Linked DNA regions of Sus scrofa: region 2 is linked to region 1. The links are chromatin contacts, called in public promoter capture Hi-C maps. All regions are on one chromosome and are shown on one strand. Each heading gives the region's core, a stretch centred on a gene start, on an enhancer-like site or on the middle of the called end of the contact. The rest is flanking DNA. Distances are from core to core; before and after follow the strand shown. Region 1 holds the start of PINX1 (PIN2/TERF1-interacting telomerase inhibitor 1). Region 2 holds the start of HMGB2 (high mobility group box 2).

Region 1 (2,950 bases), core at 185-2,684:
TAGTCAGGTTTGCTACCTTTAAGCCACAACAGGAACTCCTAGGTTCAGTTCTTTTAAATATTTTGAAAGTATTTATCACCATCACCTAAAGTGTTCTTCATAAATCATTTTTCTTCATAGGAAAAAAAGAACAGAGTATATTTTAACCCTGAGTTCATTCATACCTTTGGTTGTTCCCACAAAGTAAGGCCATCAGCATCCACATCCTTGGAAGTTTGTTAGAAATGCAGAATCTCTGGCCCTATCCCAGACCTGCTGAACCAGAGAAATGCATTTCAACAAGATCCCCAGGTAATTCACGCGAACATTAAAGTCTGAGAAAGCCCTGCTCTATGCGAGTCTACCATGAGCCTGAAGAATAAGATAGAACGTCTTGGAGTTCCCGTTGTGGCTTAGCGGCTAACGAACCTGATTGGCAACCATGAGGACGCGGGTTCGATCCCTGGCCTCGCTCAGTGGGCTAAGGATCTGCAGAGGCGGCGGGGCTCGGATCTGCCGTGGCTGTGGCTGTGGCTTAGGCCGGCGGCTACAGCTCCAATTGGACCTCTAGCCTGGGATCCTCCATATGCAGCGGGCGCGGCCTAAAAAGGCCAACCCCCCCCCACCCCCAAAACAACAAAGACAGAATGAGAATGTCTTACACTGAATCTTTCTAAAAGTGCACTATCTATTCCTAGCTGACAATTTAAAAATACCAATAAGATTCTGTAATTTAAAAAAAATTCAAAACTCAGTAACAGTTCGTTTTAGTAGATTATACTCATAGATACTTCACAGACTCGTGGAATTCTGGAGTTGGAACAAACCTTTTAGTAAAGCCCGCCTTGACCCAAACGCAGAGACCCAATGGGTCCGCTCCCCGCTCACCCGCTACCGCGGGAATTGGAAACTGGTCGCGTCTCACTGACGTCAGCAGTGCGCGCCCTCGCCGCTGCAGTTCGCCCGGCGTGTGAGTCCTGTGGTTCTAGGTTCTCAGTAAGTCGGACGCACCGGAGCCGAAGTCGCTCAGGTTTCGAAGCCCTTGGCGTCACAGGCTCGGCGACATGTCGATGCTGGCTGAGCGTGAGTGCTGGGCGCGGAGGGTGGACCACGGCCCATGGGTGAGGGTTCCGGATAACGCGACGGCCGGACCGTGTGGCAGGGGCGCGGGTTGCTGGCGCGCCAGTGGATCGGGAGATTCCGGGAGCCGGGGTCCCGGAAGCCCGGTTTGGCTGGCCCTGGCTGCCGAACCCAGCCCAGCCTTCCCCGAGTTAGCTATATGTCTGCTGGTGAGAGACTTTGAGGGTCCACTTGGGACGCTCGTCTTCACTCTCGGACCCGGGCACTCGCGCGGTAAATTCGAACGGGAGTCAGGACGCCGGGTGTGGGAACCCAGACTGGCTATTTCACTTCCCTAGGCCTCAGCTTCCTCTGGATAAAAGAGGCGGTTGGGCTAGTGAAATCCTGTTCTCGATGTATTGAAGCCAGAGAAAGAAAAGCAAAGGAGTTTGAAACAGCAAACACTGGAAGTTGGCGTTTTTTAGGGGAGGCAGGGCTAATGAGTGTTTTTAAGTAAGATTGTGGCAGTTTTGATGTTTTTAGTTGGAATTATGAACACTTCTTTTAGAGAAGTTTTGGCTGCAACGCCCGTCATGCCTCATTTGCCTTTGACATTTACGGTCACTTGGAGTGAAACTGGTTAATTCCCTCCATCTGGAGAGGCTTTTTAACTTCTGAATGCTACCTGTAGCTAAGGCCGCCGGCCACCAGATGGCAGTCGTGCGTTGGTCATGAAAAGCCGGCCGGTAACTTTCTTGAAAGCGAACTAGGAGCAGAAACAGCATGTTTATCAGATCAACAGCCATTGCGCAGGGGTGCCATGAAGTAAATGCTGTCGGCATCCTCTAATCTAAGAGGGTAGGGGAAATGGAAGCACAAGATGAAGTGGGTAAGGCAGCATTCAAATTTTAGAGGGGCAGAGATTGAGGTTCAGAGGAAATATAATGCAGCTTAAGTCATGGAGGTAAAAAGTGACAAAATTCATCTAGTTATATATCTTTACGTTCTTGTCACTAGAGTCAGCAATCTTCTATTTTCTTTTTTTAAATAGAGACTTACAGAAGAGAGTATGTTTTAGACTGTGACCCTACTACCTCTATTTTCTCATTTGTATATCCAGCGTGGCTAATATCTCCTGGTTTTAATGTTCTTTGGTGTAAGCTTAGTTCAGCATACACTTGGGAGCGTTGGCCCTGGCTCTGCCATTCATTTATGTCTCTTTCCATAATCAGTTTCCCTAGAGCTATTAAAAATTTCTTTGAGGAGTTCCTGTTATGGCGCAGTGGAAACAAATCGGACTAGTTTCCATGACGATGCCGGGCGGGGCGGGGGGGGGGGGTCCATCCCTGGCCTTGCTCAGTGGGTCGGGGATCCAGCATTGAGCTGTGGTGTAGATCGCAGACGCAGCTCTGATCCCGCTTTGCTGTGTAGTAGGCCGGCAGCTGTCGCTCCCATTCGACCCCTAGCTTGGGAATTTACATATGCCACGTTGTAGCCTTAAAAAAGAAAAAATGGAGTTCCCGTCGTGGCGCAGTGGTTAACGAATCTGACTGGAAACCACAAGGCTGCAGGTTCGATCCCTGGCCTTGCTCAGTGGGTAAAGGGTCCGGCGTGGGCATGAGCTGTGGTGTAGGTTGAAGACGTGGCTCGGATCCTGCGTTGCTGTGGCTCTGGCGTAGGCCGGCAGCTGCAGCTCCAATTAGACCCCTAGCCTGGGAACCTCCATATGCCGCGGGTGCGGCACTAGAAAAGGCAAAAAGACAAAAAACAAAAACAAATTTCTTTGATTATGTTCATCACTAGATTGGCTTAAAAAAATCAATGATATGGTGAAGATGAAAACAGTTAAAAGTATATAAAGTGATAACGCCGTTGTGAAGTTCCATATGTGGACATCAGTAATTCAGATTGC
Region 2 (2,950 bases), core at 136-2,635, 2.7 Mb before region 1:
ACACTCTTAACTACATACCTATACTACAAGTGGAGTCTTGAATGCAGCAATCTACCAGTGCTACAAACATTGGTTTCAGTCCAAAAAGAAAGGTTTCAGTTAGTTTATGCTGCTTAAGCATACAATTCTCATTAGACCTTTTCAAAACAAAGCTGATAACCAAACTATGTGTGTACAGTTTCTACCTATTTCTATCATACTCATTTAGAAAATACCTACTTTATTTCAAACTTGCCTGGAAAAAATTAAGACAACATACCTTTTCATATTTTTCCTTTAGCTTAGCTGCTTTCTGTTCATACGGTTGTTTATCTTTGGCTGACTGCTCAGACCACATTTCACCCAATTTCTTTGCAGTATCCCCAATGGATAAGCCAGGGTGTTCACTTTTGATCTTTGGGCGATGTTCAGAGCAAAACAGGAAGAAGGCAGATCTAAAAGGAAGGAACAGAGGTTTAATACACTGAATGAAAGAGCAAGGGAGTAATTCTGTCGGTTTTAAAATAAACTCACGGAGGCCTTTTGGGAGCATTGGGATCTTTTTTCTTGCCCTTCTTGTCACCCTTGGGAGGGACGTAATTTTTCATCTCCCGGTCATAGCGAGCTTTGTCACTTTTTGCCATATCTTCAAACTTGGACTTTTCCTTGGCAGACATAGTCTGTGGGCATGAAAAGGGCAGGAAAAACACACGACTATAAACACCGAAGCGAGTCACCGCCACCTGCCCGTGCACGGAGCCCGGGAGCCGGGTGGGGGCCCGCGCCCACCTTCCATCGCTCGGAGCACTTCTTGGAGAACTCGGCGAAGTTGACCGAGGAATCGGGGTGTTTCTTCTTGTGCTCCTCCCGGCAGGTCTGCACGAAGAAGGCGTACGAGGACATCTTGCCCCGCGGCTTGTTGGGGTCGCCCTTCCCCATGGTGCTGCGGCGCCGGCGACGACGCGTCCACCTGGCGGGAGAGCGCGGCCGGGCGCTGGCGGGAGGCCGGGCGGGGCAGCTTCCCGCCCAAAGGCCCCCCGCCCCTCGGCCCGGGCCGCGACGCCCCGCGAGGCCCCTCCGCCCTGACAGGAAAGCTCTGGCTTCCACGCCGCGAGCCCCATTCCCACCTGCCGCCTCGGACCCCGCGTTCAAAACACGCCCGAACGGGCGGCCGGGCTTCCCGCCTCCACAGCGCGGCCCTCCGGACCGCACCCAGATCCCGCCCGCGGGGCCAGCCCCGACAGCTGCGGCGTCCGGGCCGTCCGGGAGGGAAGGGGGACGGCCGGCCACTCACCGGGGCCCGGAGGGGTCTCTTGCCTGGTGGTAGCTTCTCCTCAGGCTCCCGCGCAGCGGCCGGGTCCGACCGCGACGCTGCCTACCTGCGGCTCCGGCGTGAACTGGTTTGTCGCTAACGCAATCCTCCGCCTCTTGTTTTGCAGACTGCTCCGCGCCACGGCAACTTGACGAGCCGGTCCGCAGGCCACGCCCCCGACGCTCCGATTGGCTCTGGGGATTATTCAAACTCCAGGAGGCCCCGCCCCCTAGCCCCGGCGGCCTCCGATTGGTCGACGTGTCGCCAGGCCCGTCCCCACGGCCGCAGCCTAGCAGGTTCGGTGGGTCGCCCGGGTCGTTAACTCCCAGACCCGTTAGAACCGGTCGGGGGAGGAATGTGCTGCCCGATCCTGATTGGCGGCCGGAAAAGGGTTTGAAAAATGGCGGGCCTGGCGCTGACTGGCTGTGGCAGGAGGCGGGGGGCGTGGTTGGCCCGCCGGGGAAGCCCCGCCAGATTTAAAAATACTGAGTCTCAAAGCGCGGGGTCTACTCTACCCAGCCGGCACCGCTCGGTTGGCTGACGCTGAGGTAGCCGGGGAGGTGCGTCCCGTCGGTCCCCCGCCCCAGAGCGGCCGCAGTCCCGGCTCCCGGAGTGGTGGTCCCTGCCCCGTCCAGAGAATAACATGGGGAGGCCGAGGAGCCTGCGCTGCGGCGGACGACCAGCCCCGCCGGCGGTCGCTGAGGCTGGGGTAGGACCGGAGGAAGACAGGTGGCGAGACCCTGGGAGGGGTGGGGGAGCCGTTCCCGCCCCCACGGGGGCCAATCGCCCGTGGAGTCCACACTTGGCCCCTCATTCCCCACTTTGTCTCGGCGTCTAGCCGGGGGTGAGCAGGGCGGGGCCGGGAGGGGTGGGAAGCATCCCCCTGGCTCCACCCCTCCATCCGGGCCGGATCCTGGGCGGTGACCCTCGGGCTGGGCTATCCCTCCCATCCCCACCCGGTTGCTGCCCCGACTCCGATCCCTGCGACATCCTCCATTCCTCGCCGCCTTAGGCCGTTTCGCTGTCCCCGCGATGGTCACTGTTTTGTCTCTGCCACGCGGTCGTTTTTAAAACCTTTTCCGTGTCGGAGATCCCTCGGAGACACCCGGGAAGGCCTTGAAAGCTGCCCGCCCTCTGAAGCATTTACGCGCCAAACTGCGGCCGCGGCGCTTCACAGACTCCTCCCCGCCCAGGTTAAGAACCTTCCTTTCTGCGTCTGGTGAGAGCGCGGCCCAGCGACCTTAACTTTTCGCTTCAAAGCTCACAAGCCGCCTTTCCCGGGGTAGGACCATGGTGACTGACATGCTATCTCTGTGTTGCATTTAGTTTTGAGGGTTATTTTTTCTGTTGGCCCGTTTGTTAAGAAACAGTTGGTTTCAACAGATTTTAAATATTCTCTCTTTCCTCCGTAAATTCACTGGCATTTGTTAAACTGTGTGCTCCTATTTGGTTTGTATACAGTCCTCATGCTCAGCAGAACCTCAGTTCCAGCAGCTGTTTATCTAGATTTACTGATAAAAACTAGGTTTTTGAAAACGGAAATGGATGTTAGTTGCACGACGTGGTGCGTGTACCTAATACCACTGAATTTAAAAGTAAATTGGAAAATAATGCGTTAGTGATCTCTATTGCTATTTGAATAATATGGTATGGTTTATT

Evidence for each region. Promoter capture Hi-C pulls out the DNA fragments that hold promoters and counts their contacts.
Region 2: a promoter capture Hi-C map of fetal liver shows a contact between it and region 1, with 5 times the contacts expected there. The contact joins the promoter of HMGB2 here to the promoter of PINX1 in region 1. A contact is called at or near these places in 1 of 5 promoter capture datasets (fetal liver) and 4 of 47 Hi-C or Micro-C datasets (mesenteric adipose tissue, omental adipose tissue, retroperitoneal adipose tissue and 1 more).

The regions. Positions count from the first base shown.
Region 1 is chr14:14,039,794-14,042,743 of Sscrofa11.1, reverse strand. PINX1 (PIN2/TERF1-interacting telomerase inhibitor 1) reads left to right here and starts at 1,434. Exons shown (of 7, transcript XM_021072652.1): 1 at 1,434-1,927. The coding sequence starts at 1,906.
Region 2 is chr14:16,708,486-16,711,435 of Sscrofa11.1, reverse strand. It overlaps HMGB2 (high mobility group box 2), which reads right to left and starts at 1,385. Exons shown (of 5, transcript NM_214063.1): 1 at 1,274-1,385; 2 at 769-949; 3 at 514-659; 4 at 260-434. The coding sequence starts at 918. It overlaps LOC106507243 (a long non-coding RNA gene), which reads left to right and starts at 2,007. Exons shown (of 4, transcript XR_001303102.2): 1 at 2,007-2,573.